Linked DNA regions of Macaca mulatta: region 1 is linked to region 2. The links are chromatin contacts, called in public Hi-C maps. All regions are on one chromosome and are shown on one strand. The core of a region is the stretch at or near the end of the contact, and the rest is flanking DNA. Distances in the headings are between cores, read along the strand shown.

What was found. A called contact is a pair of places that touch in the nucleus more often than the background predicts.
Region 1: a Hi-C map of blood shows a contact between it and region 2, with 2.0 times the contacts expected there. The contact joins the promoter of ENHO here to the promoter of RPP25L in region 2. A contact is called at or near these places in 3 of 14 Hi-C or Micro-C datasets (blood, fetal cortex germinal zone and fetal cortical plate).

What each region holds. Positions count from the first base shown.
Region 1 is chr15:65,166,085-65,170,311 of T2T-MMU8v2.0, reverse strand. It overlaps ENHO (energy homeostasis associated), which reads right to left and starts at 2,098. Exons shown (of 2, transcript NM_001261591.1): 1 at 2,009-2,098; 2 at 290-1,106. The coding sequence starts at 945. The coding sequence ends at 715. It overlaps DNAI1 (dynein axonemal intermediate chain 1), which reads left to right. Exons shown (of 19, transcript XM_077965878.1): 19 at 1-234. The coding sequence ends at 6.
Region 2 is chr15:65,083,891-65,087,886 of T2T-MMU8v2.0, reverse strand. RPP25L (ribonuclease P/MRP subunit p25 like) reads right to left here and starts at 1,256. Exons shown (of 2, transcript NM_001261747.2): 1 at 1,227-1,256; 2 at 1-509. The coding sequence starts at 473. It overlaps DCTN3 (dynactin subunit 3), which reads right to left. Exons shown (of 7, transcript NM_001265650.1): 5 at 3,865-3,923; 6 at 3,192-3,251; 7 at 2,710-3,021. The coding sequence ends at 2,932.

The sequences.
Region 1 (4,227 bases), core at 849-3,348, 82 kb before region 2:
ACCTGAGGGCCCAGCCTCACCCTCTGTCCCATCGCTTGAATCCAGTACTCCTAGGGCTTGACCCTGGTACCCAGTCCAGCCTGAGCACCCAGCATGTGACCCCACTCCTGATCAGGTCCCAGCATCTTCCCTTCTTATTCTGCTCCTTAAGGTCCCAGCACCTTACTCCAGGACTTGGTCTTCAGCCACCATTACCCCTCTAACTTTGCACAAATAAACTTGTCTAAAAACCCACCCCACAGCTTTAATTTTGCTGCCACGGGGCCCTCAGGAAGAGAAGAAAATCTCAGGGTAGAGCCATAGTTTCATTTATTATCCAGCAAACAGTGGGAGGACCAGGGGAGGGGCCCAGCCTGGACACCCTCCTATTATTGCCATGGGTTCCAGTTTGCTTCCCCAACCTACAGGGCCTAGAGGTGCCCAGCCTAGGGAAAGAGTGGACCCAGCCCCTGACCCTTGGCCCTTGGAATGGAGCATAGTCCAGATGGCCCTGGCTCTAGCACCAACTCATAAGCCTCCACCCCAGGCCCATCTCCTTAGGGCCACTGAGCTCCTATTGGAGCCAGGCTTGCTAGACTCTAGGCCACTGGGTCCAGCTCCAAGCAGGCAGACTCTTGAGTTCTGGCCCCCAGGCTGGCTGAACTCTGGGATCCTAATTCCAGGCTCTAGGTGAGGTGGACTTAGGTCCTGGGCTCCAGGATAGGCCAGGGGCCTTCAGGGCTGCAGCAGGTAGCTGCCTTCATGGCTGGGCTTCTGGGGTGGTGGGGCCTTCTCAGGACAGGGGCCAGGGCTGGAGTTGGGACTTGATTCAGAGAGAGAGTCAACGTCAGCAGAGCGAGAATGGCAGGCCCAGCAGAGGATGACCCAGAGCAGCAGCAGCAAGAAGCCTACGAGACCGTTGCAGACGATGGCGATGAGGGCCCCCTGGGAGATGGCTGCCCCCATGACGGGCAGCACCCTCAGACCAGCACAGACAGTGGAGCTGCCTCGATGGCGAGGCCCATGCCGAGGCAGGAGTCTGGTATGGCCGGCCTTCCGAGGAGGCTGTGCTGTCTGCACGTTCAGTGATTGCTGGGCAGTGGAGATGTCTACCTGCAGTCCTGAGCCTGTTGGGGGTACAGAGTAAAGGAGAGGGTAGTGAGGAGGGAGAGTGGAGTGAGGCCTAGGAGGAGAGAGGTAGGGAAGACAGCCTCCCTCCCACATTTCTGGCCTCCCTGGTGAAAGACCTTGGGTCCCAACAGGCTTAAATACCCCACAGAGCCAGCACCCCCATCCGCAGGCCTGGTTCTGGGCACCTGAATGAGTGTGTAGCCAGCGTGGGGAAGCTGAAGTAGGCAGCCGTCATCTCATTCTCCTTAGACCTGGTGGGCATGCCCTGGCCCTACCCACCAAGCTTGCAGCCCTCAAAAGCCCTCTGTTGGTGGGTGGGATCCAGGCAGCCCCCCGCCCAAGAGGATGGGGGTTGTAAGCAGCTCTGGTGTGGCCTGGGCGCCTCCTCTCTCCCAGGACTCCAGCCAGCCCGACCAGGAGACCTCCAGAGGCGCCAGCTTGCACAGAGGGAACTTTGTGGAGGCCCTGGCAGGCATGTGCAGGCTCTGTGCCTCTATGTGGGGCTCTCTCTGGGTCAGGTGTGTGTGTCTGATGTCTCACTGTCCCTCCGTTGGATGTGTGCCTGTGCCTCTGCACACCCACCTCTGTGTGTGTGTGGCTGCCTCTCCGTGTGTCCCCATCTCTGAGTGTGTCTCCTCTGTCTCGTTTCTCTACCAGTGTGTCTCTGTGTATCTCTACATCAGTCTCTGTGTCTCTCCGTCTCTCTCTTCCAGGCTGTATCCCCCAGTGTTCCCATGGACGTATCCCTCTCCCCTTCTCCGTGGGGTCTTTTTGGTGGTTTCCGTGTCTCTGTCTTTGTGTTCGTCTCTCTCCGCGGCAGTGTGTCTCTGTCTCTTTATCTCCATCTTCGGGTCGCATGTTCTTGGCCCCCGTGCCTGTGGCAGGAGGCCCTTCTTACCTGAGTTGAGCCTGGTGCGCGCCCGCGGGAGGGTCCGGGGCAGCGGGATGCTCGGCGCCGACTAAGGCTCGGGAGCCTGCGGGCGGGGGGCGGCGGGAGGTGGGAGACCAGCAAAGGCGACGACCGCTCCCCCGGCCCTCCCCCTCGGCCGCGCAGCCTCCGCCGGCCGCTCCCGCCGCGGCGCGACCGGGGCGGCCTCTGCCGCGGGCGGTCTGCGGCGAGCAGGCACCTCCTCCCCTTGGGGCCGCACCTCCTCCGCGGCCGCGGCTGCTCCCTCGCTCGGCAGCGCTCGGGCGGCGGCGGCGGGAGCTGCGCGGGGTTCGGCTGAGCTCGGCTGCGTTCGGCTGGGCTCGGCTGAGCTCGGCTACGTTCGGCTGGGCTCGGCCGCCAGCAAAAACAGCGAAGAGCCCCGCCTCTTTGAAGGCCGGCGGCCTGCGGCCGGGGGGCGGAGCCATCCCCGCGCCGCTGCCGCCACTCAATTGGCGGGCCGAGCCCCGGTTCCCGCACCATTGGTGGTGCGCTGGGGTGGAGACCAGCCCGCCTCTCGGGCTGGCGCCGGGCGGGAGGAGGGCCGAAGGAGTAGCTGGCCCTGGATCTTTCCCGGGAGAGGGGATGGGGTGGGGAGGGGGCGAGGCCTAACCTCTTGTAGGGATTTCTTGCACCTTCTACACCTAGAAGGGTTGTACACCCCACATCCGAGAAAGGCCAAGGCCTCTGCATTTCCACATCTGAGGAAACCATCTCTCTGTATCTGGGAGAGGTCTCTAAGCCCGTCATCGGAGGAAGGCCCCGCGTCCCTACACCTGGCAGGAGACTGAACCTCCTCACCTAGGGAACCGCCTATAGTGCAGTCTCGCACTTCCCTCTGCCACCTGGGTGTGGACTCTGCATTCCTACTTTAGAGGGCCCCAGGTTCCCTGGCCCTAAGAAGTGTGAAAATCTCTGGCAACACAGGTTCTTTGGACACATTTACTGGGTTCCTACCCAGTGTTGGTCGCAGGCTTGCTGCCAGGCTGTTGGGGAGCCTGGGACAGAAATGGAGTGTCCTGAGCGATGGTTACGCCCTGGCTGGAATAGGTGCAGGCATGGTGGAAGTGCTGCCTCGCCATCCTAAAAGTTCCCCTAAGAAGAAGATAGCTTGGACAGGAGCAGTGAGGTAGACCTTGTCCTCCCCGACCTTCACAGGCCAGTGATTGTCATCTATTCTGATCCCGGCCTTCTTCTCATCCCGCTTTACATGCTCTCCTTGGAGGATCACATCCCTGAAGCTATATCATGAAGTCTCCCAGTGCTCCCAAGTCTAGCCTTAACTTCTCTCTGGAATCCTAGACTCATTTACCTAAGTGCCTACAGTAATGGGAACGGTATTGATTCCTGGTTCACTTACTAACTTTGTGATCTTGAGCAAGTTAATCTCTCTTAGCCTCAGCTTCCTCATCTGTAAAATGGTTGTAATACTAGCTACCTCTCAGGGTTGTTATTCATTAACTTATGCCAGATCGACCACATCTCAGCAAATGCCAGCTGATACAACCCCCAGGACCATGTGACTAAGAGGCCCCTTCCCCCAATCCAGTGCCATGAAATTCACATAAGACCCCTATAAATCCAGAATGCTATCTTGAAAAGAAGGGAAGACTGAGTCATCCAAAGCTACCGAAGTACTTAGAGACTGTCTAAAATAAATTATTGGATCCTATAGAGTTTACCAGGGTGGATTACTTTTAGCTCCCCACCACTGCCCATTACCCAGCAGGGTGAGGGCATTGTGAGAAAGATCAGACTAGTTATAGGAAACAGAGGAGACTTAAATCATTGCACATCTGAGTGTAATGTGAGCGAATTTTGTGACCCAGCTGCAGGAGTTCAGATTTTATCCTGAAAACAGTGGGGAGCCACTGAAGAATTTTTGAGCAGAAGAGTAATGTGATCATATCCAGAAATTAGTAGGATGATTTGGGCTATGGTGTGGAATGGGGGCTTGAAAGCATTTGAGAGTGAAGGCAAGGATTAATGATGAGGGACTGAAATGATGGAGGGGAAAAGTTGTGGAGAGAAAAGGAGAGCATTGAGGATATTTGGGAGCTGCTGTTGGTGGGACTTAGAGACCTAGAGGATAGGAGAGGTAAGCAGGAAGGAAAAGTCTGGGATAACTCCCAGGTTACTGACTAGGAATACTGTGATGCCATTTACCGAATACACAGGTTCAGGAGAGAGGT
Region 2 (3,996 bases), core at 7-2,506:
GCCCTTCTTCGGGAACGAGGGCCACAGCTGGAGCTGGGCATGGAACCCAGGCCAGGGGGTGCCCCTGGGGGTTGGTAGCCACACTCATTGGGGTCCAGGGGGTCCCGGCTGAGCAGTACCCACACTGCAGGCACATGGCGGCGCACTGTGAGGGGGTCTAGCCCTGTGTCAGGTGAGGCTGGGACCCAGCTGTCCTCAGTCTGCAGGAAACGTAGCTTCGTGAGCTGGTGCAGGCCTGGGACCCTCCGCTTGACAATCTCAGCGCAGCTGACAGCCTTTCCTGCAGCCCTGCCAGAACCTGAGAACACCACATGCCGTGCACTGCCGCCCTCCAACCGACCCAGAGCCAGTCCCAGAAGGTTGCGAATTTTGCTGCCATCTCGGACCCGCATCTCAAGGGTATCAGGAGGTAGCTGGGGCATTGGGGAAGGCGCTGGGAGCTCTACAGAGCCAGCTTTCCGGTAGTGCTCCATCCTGCTTGCTGTCTTGAATGTGACTCTCGCTGCCCACTGCAGGGAAGCATCAGATGAGTGCTAAGCAATATGCCCCAAGTCACTGTCCACCATCCCCTATCTCCATTCAGGATATGGCCCTGCTCCCCGTTCCAGACTTCCCAGAAACAGGATCATGTCCCCTCGTCCTTAGCATCTTGTGACAAGGGCCATGCCTGCCGCCGTCCGGGAAAGGGCTGTACCCCATACACTCCGTTCCTCTACAAGGGCCATAACACCCCCACCTCCAATCCTGGAGTCCCAGAGACACGACCAAACTCCCCAAACACTGAGCTCTTTGGGATAGTGCCAGGCCCCCTCATCCCAAACTCTCCCGGACTGGGGCCTAGCCCCCCTTATCCTGGACTCCTTGGAACAGGGCCTGGAACCCTCACCCCAGATTAATACCAATAGAGAGCGCTCCTCCCAAGGACAGGGACAAGGCCCTTAGCCCCAGGACCCCCGGGAAACAGCCAAGAACTCTTACCCAGTGCTGCCCCCAAACAGAACTGAGCCCCTCTCCCAGAGATTACCAGGGTCGATCCATATCAACCCAGGTCACTCAGAAACGGGGGCAGAGGCTCGACTCGGAGGGCTGCTCAGGCTATTCCAAGACAGCCTTGGCCGTTTCCATAGCCACGGTCGCTTCCAGGGTCCTGCCGGCCGCTGCAGCCAAGCAGCAGGCGTCCTCCCACCCTCCGAGTATCCCTCTGCCCGCCCGGTTCCGGCTCTCACCGAATCCGCCTCACGCACGATCCGGAGCCAAGATGGCGCACGGGCCCGGAGTGCGCTAAGGCCGCGGGGCCGCGCACGCCCCGAGGGGGCGGGGCATGAGGGGCGGGGCATGAGGGACTGGACCGTAGGCATCTCCGCCCCGGAAACCCGCCGGCCAGGGCGCCCCGGACCAGTCCCAGTGGATGTGGGAAAACGAGCGCAGCCTCCGCTGTTACGCCCGGAAGGAGGCAGGGTAGTTCCCTGCCGTAGAAAGGAGCGGCCGTCAGGGAACTCCTGCATCTTAAGGAGGGGGATCTGGACTTTAGAAGATGGGAGGACTGGTGTTAGCTGTTGAGCAAAGCGGGAGCAGTGGGTTTCACCGTGGGTGCGAACAAAGGCGTCAGTTTGGAGTGGCTGCTGTTGCACGGGCAAGAGCCTTAGTTACCGACTTCTGAACTTCGACCTCATCCTGTGGGCGCTGGCAGACCACGGGGGTTCTCCAGGGGCCAGTCGAACCAGATCTTGTGAAGGGAGCCCAGGAGGGAGTGATGGGGAAATCGGGCCGCAGCCCCTGACGACACCTGCCACGGAGTCTGGGGGCTGAGGGGGCGGGGGTGCCCACGGAGCCTAGTATGGTGCCTGGCGTATGACCGGCGCTCAAATATTTGTTAAATGATTTGTTACATTAATGAACCAGAGAAATCGTAGTGGGAATGGAAAAAAGATTAAGTTGGGAGATACTAGTAGGTAGGTTCAGTGACGAGCTGGCCACTGTTTGGACAGAGAAGTAGGAAATTCCGAGCTAGGATGACTCCCAGATTTCAGAGCGGTTTGGACACGCTGAATTTGAGGTGCCGGAGAGGTCGCACAGGCTGGGCGGCCAGCGGGCCGTTGGAAAAAGGGTCTGGAGCAAGAGCACTCCCTGAGACCACAAGGGGGCAGCAAACATTTGGTGGAGTACGGTGCCAATCTGTTTCTCAACATGCTTGCCGCAGCGCCCCTACTTCCCCAATTCTCCTCCCCAGGACCAAAACTTCCTGCATCCAAACTTCTTAGGCTGCCCTTCTCGGCTAGTGGTAGCAGGTAGCCTCCCAAGAGAGAAATTTAAAGGCCTTTGCACATGCTGCTCCCTTGGCTCTGAAAGTCCCTGGATATCACTCACCAGGTCCCTTCAGTCCCTTTTTTCTTCTGTGTCCACCTGATAGGACCGCCCTTTTCCTGTACTGTCTATCCTGCTAGCCTGTGCAGGGCAGGGATTAGGTGAGCCCTATCTACTCCCATCATCTGATATTTGGGGGTCTCTTCTTGGTAAATATGGGATAAACGAATATCCTATTCACACAATCAAATGAGAGCCTTCATCTTCAGAGCTCTACACCTGTCAGAAAGCCAAACCAGGATGAGTTTAGTTCCCAGTCCAACGATTAGGCAGGCTGCCACTTCTGCCCCCCACCACCCCCATCCTAGACCAAGAAGCTAGCACACTCCTCCAGTCATCTCTATGGTTTATTGTCACTGGAATAAGAACACTGATGGGGGGGAGGGTGGGTGTTGCAAACTACAAACCTCAGGTCACCTGACCTCCAACTTTAGAGCTCCACCTGAGTAGAGAGGTGGGCCTTGAATCCAATAAATACAAAGCTTCCTCTGCCTTGTAACAAAGACAGGTTGGCATAGGGCCCTGGAGCCTGACTGCCCAGGCCCACCTTGGGATGGGGAGCAGCTGTCATTCCTCTGCTGGCTTCACTTGCTTGGCGGCCTCTAGCTGGCAAAGTAGCTCATCCCACTGCACAAATTGCTTGGATAGAAGCATTGTCTGGTTGTAGGTCAAGGTGAGAATAGGAGTCTGAGTGAGGAAGTGCATGGAAAGTGGGGAACAGGCAAACATAGGTGGGTGGGATAGAATGAGAGAACGCTAGAGGTGGAACAAAAGGACAGGGCTTAGGGACAGCACCCATTAGGGTCCTAGTTGAGCAGAAAGGATACAGTCTTGTTGTATTCCTCCAGGAGAGCCTTGGACTCCTCAGTGATCTCCACACACTGGTCCTGTAGGGCCAAAGTGTAGCACAGAAAGGAGCCTGGCAAAGCCCACATCTTCCACTAAACTTCCTGCCTTATCAGGGACTCCCACTCCCCATGGAGCCTAAAAAAAGATGATGCTTAACCCCAAAGCCAAAGGAGCAAATGGCTATGGGAGCACTTGCAGGCTCCAGGATGGGTGCCCTAACAGCAGTCCAAAGGCTGATGGGAAAGGGAGTGGCCATACATTAAGTAAACATTCCCCCTAGTATATGTCTCCTCTTCTTCTGTCCTTATTTCTGAACTCTCTTTGAACTTTACACTAGGGCCTGGGAATAGTGAAAAAAGAGCTCCTCTACCCACAGTCAAGGACATACAATCCCCAGGAATTCTTGGGTACCTCCCAGCCTCAACCTTATAGTGTCTCAGTAAAGTCCTGCTCTGGGAGGCAGAAGGTTTGGACATGAACCTAGGCAAGTCCCTTTACCTCCCTGGGGCACATGCAAGATAAAGGATAAACCTCAAAGTTTCTTCTGAGCTTACAACAGAAGGGCCTGAAGCTGCTTCCCCAGGTGGCATGAGTGGGGATGAGGTGCTGTGCCACCTCTATCTTCCCTTCTAGTCCTCTCCCCTCCCATACCTGCTGCTGAATGTGGATCTGGGCCAAGTGCTGCAGGCGGGCGGCATGCTCAGGAACGGCTGTAAAACACAACGCACACTGCTGGATGATGCTTGTGCCCTCCCCCGGGACTGCTCAATAGTCTATTAGGTC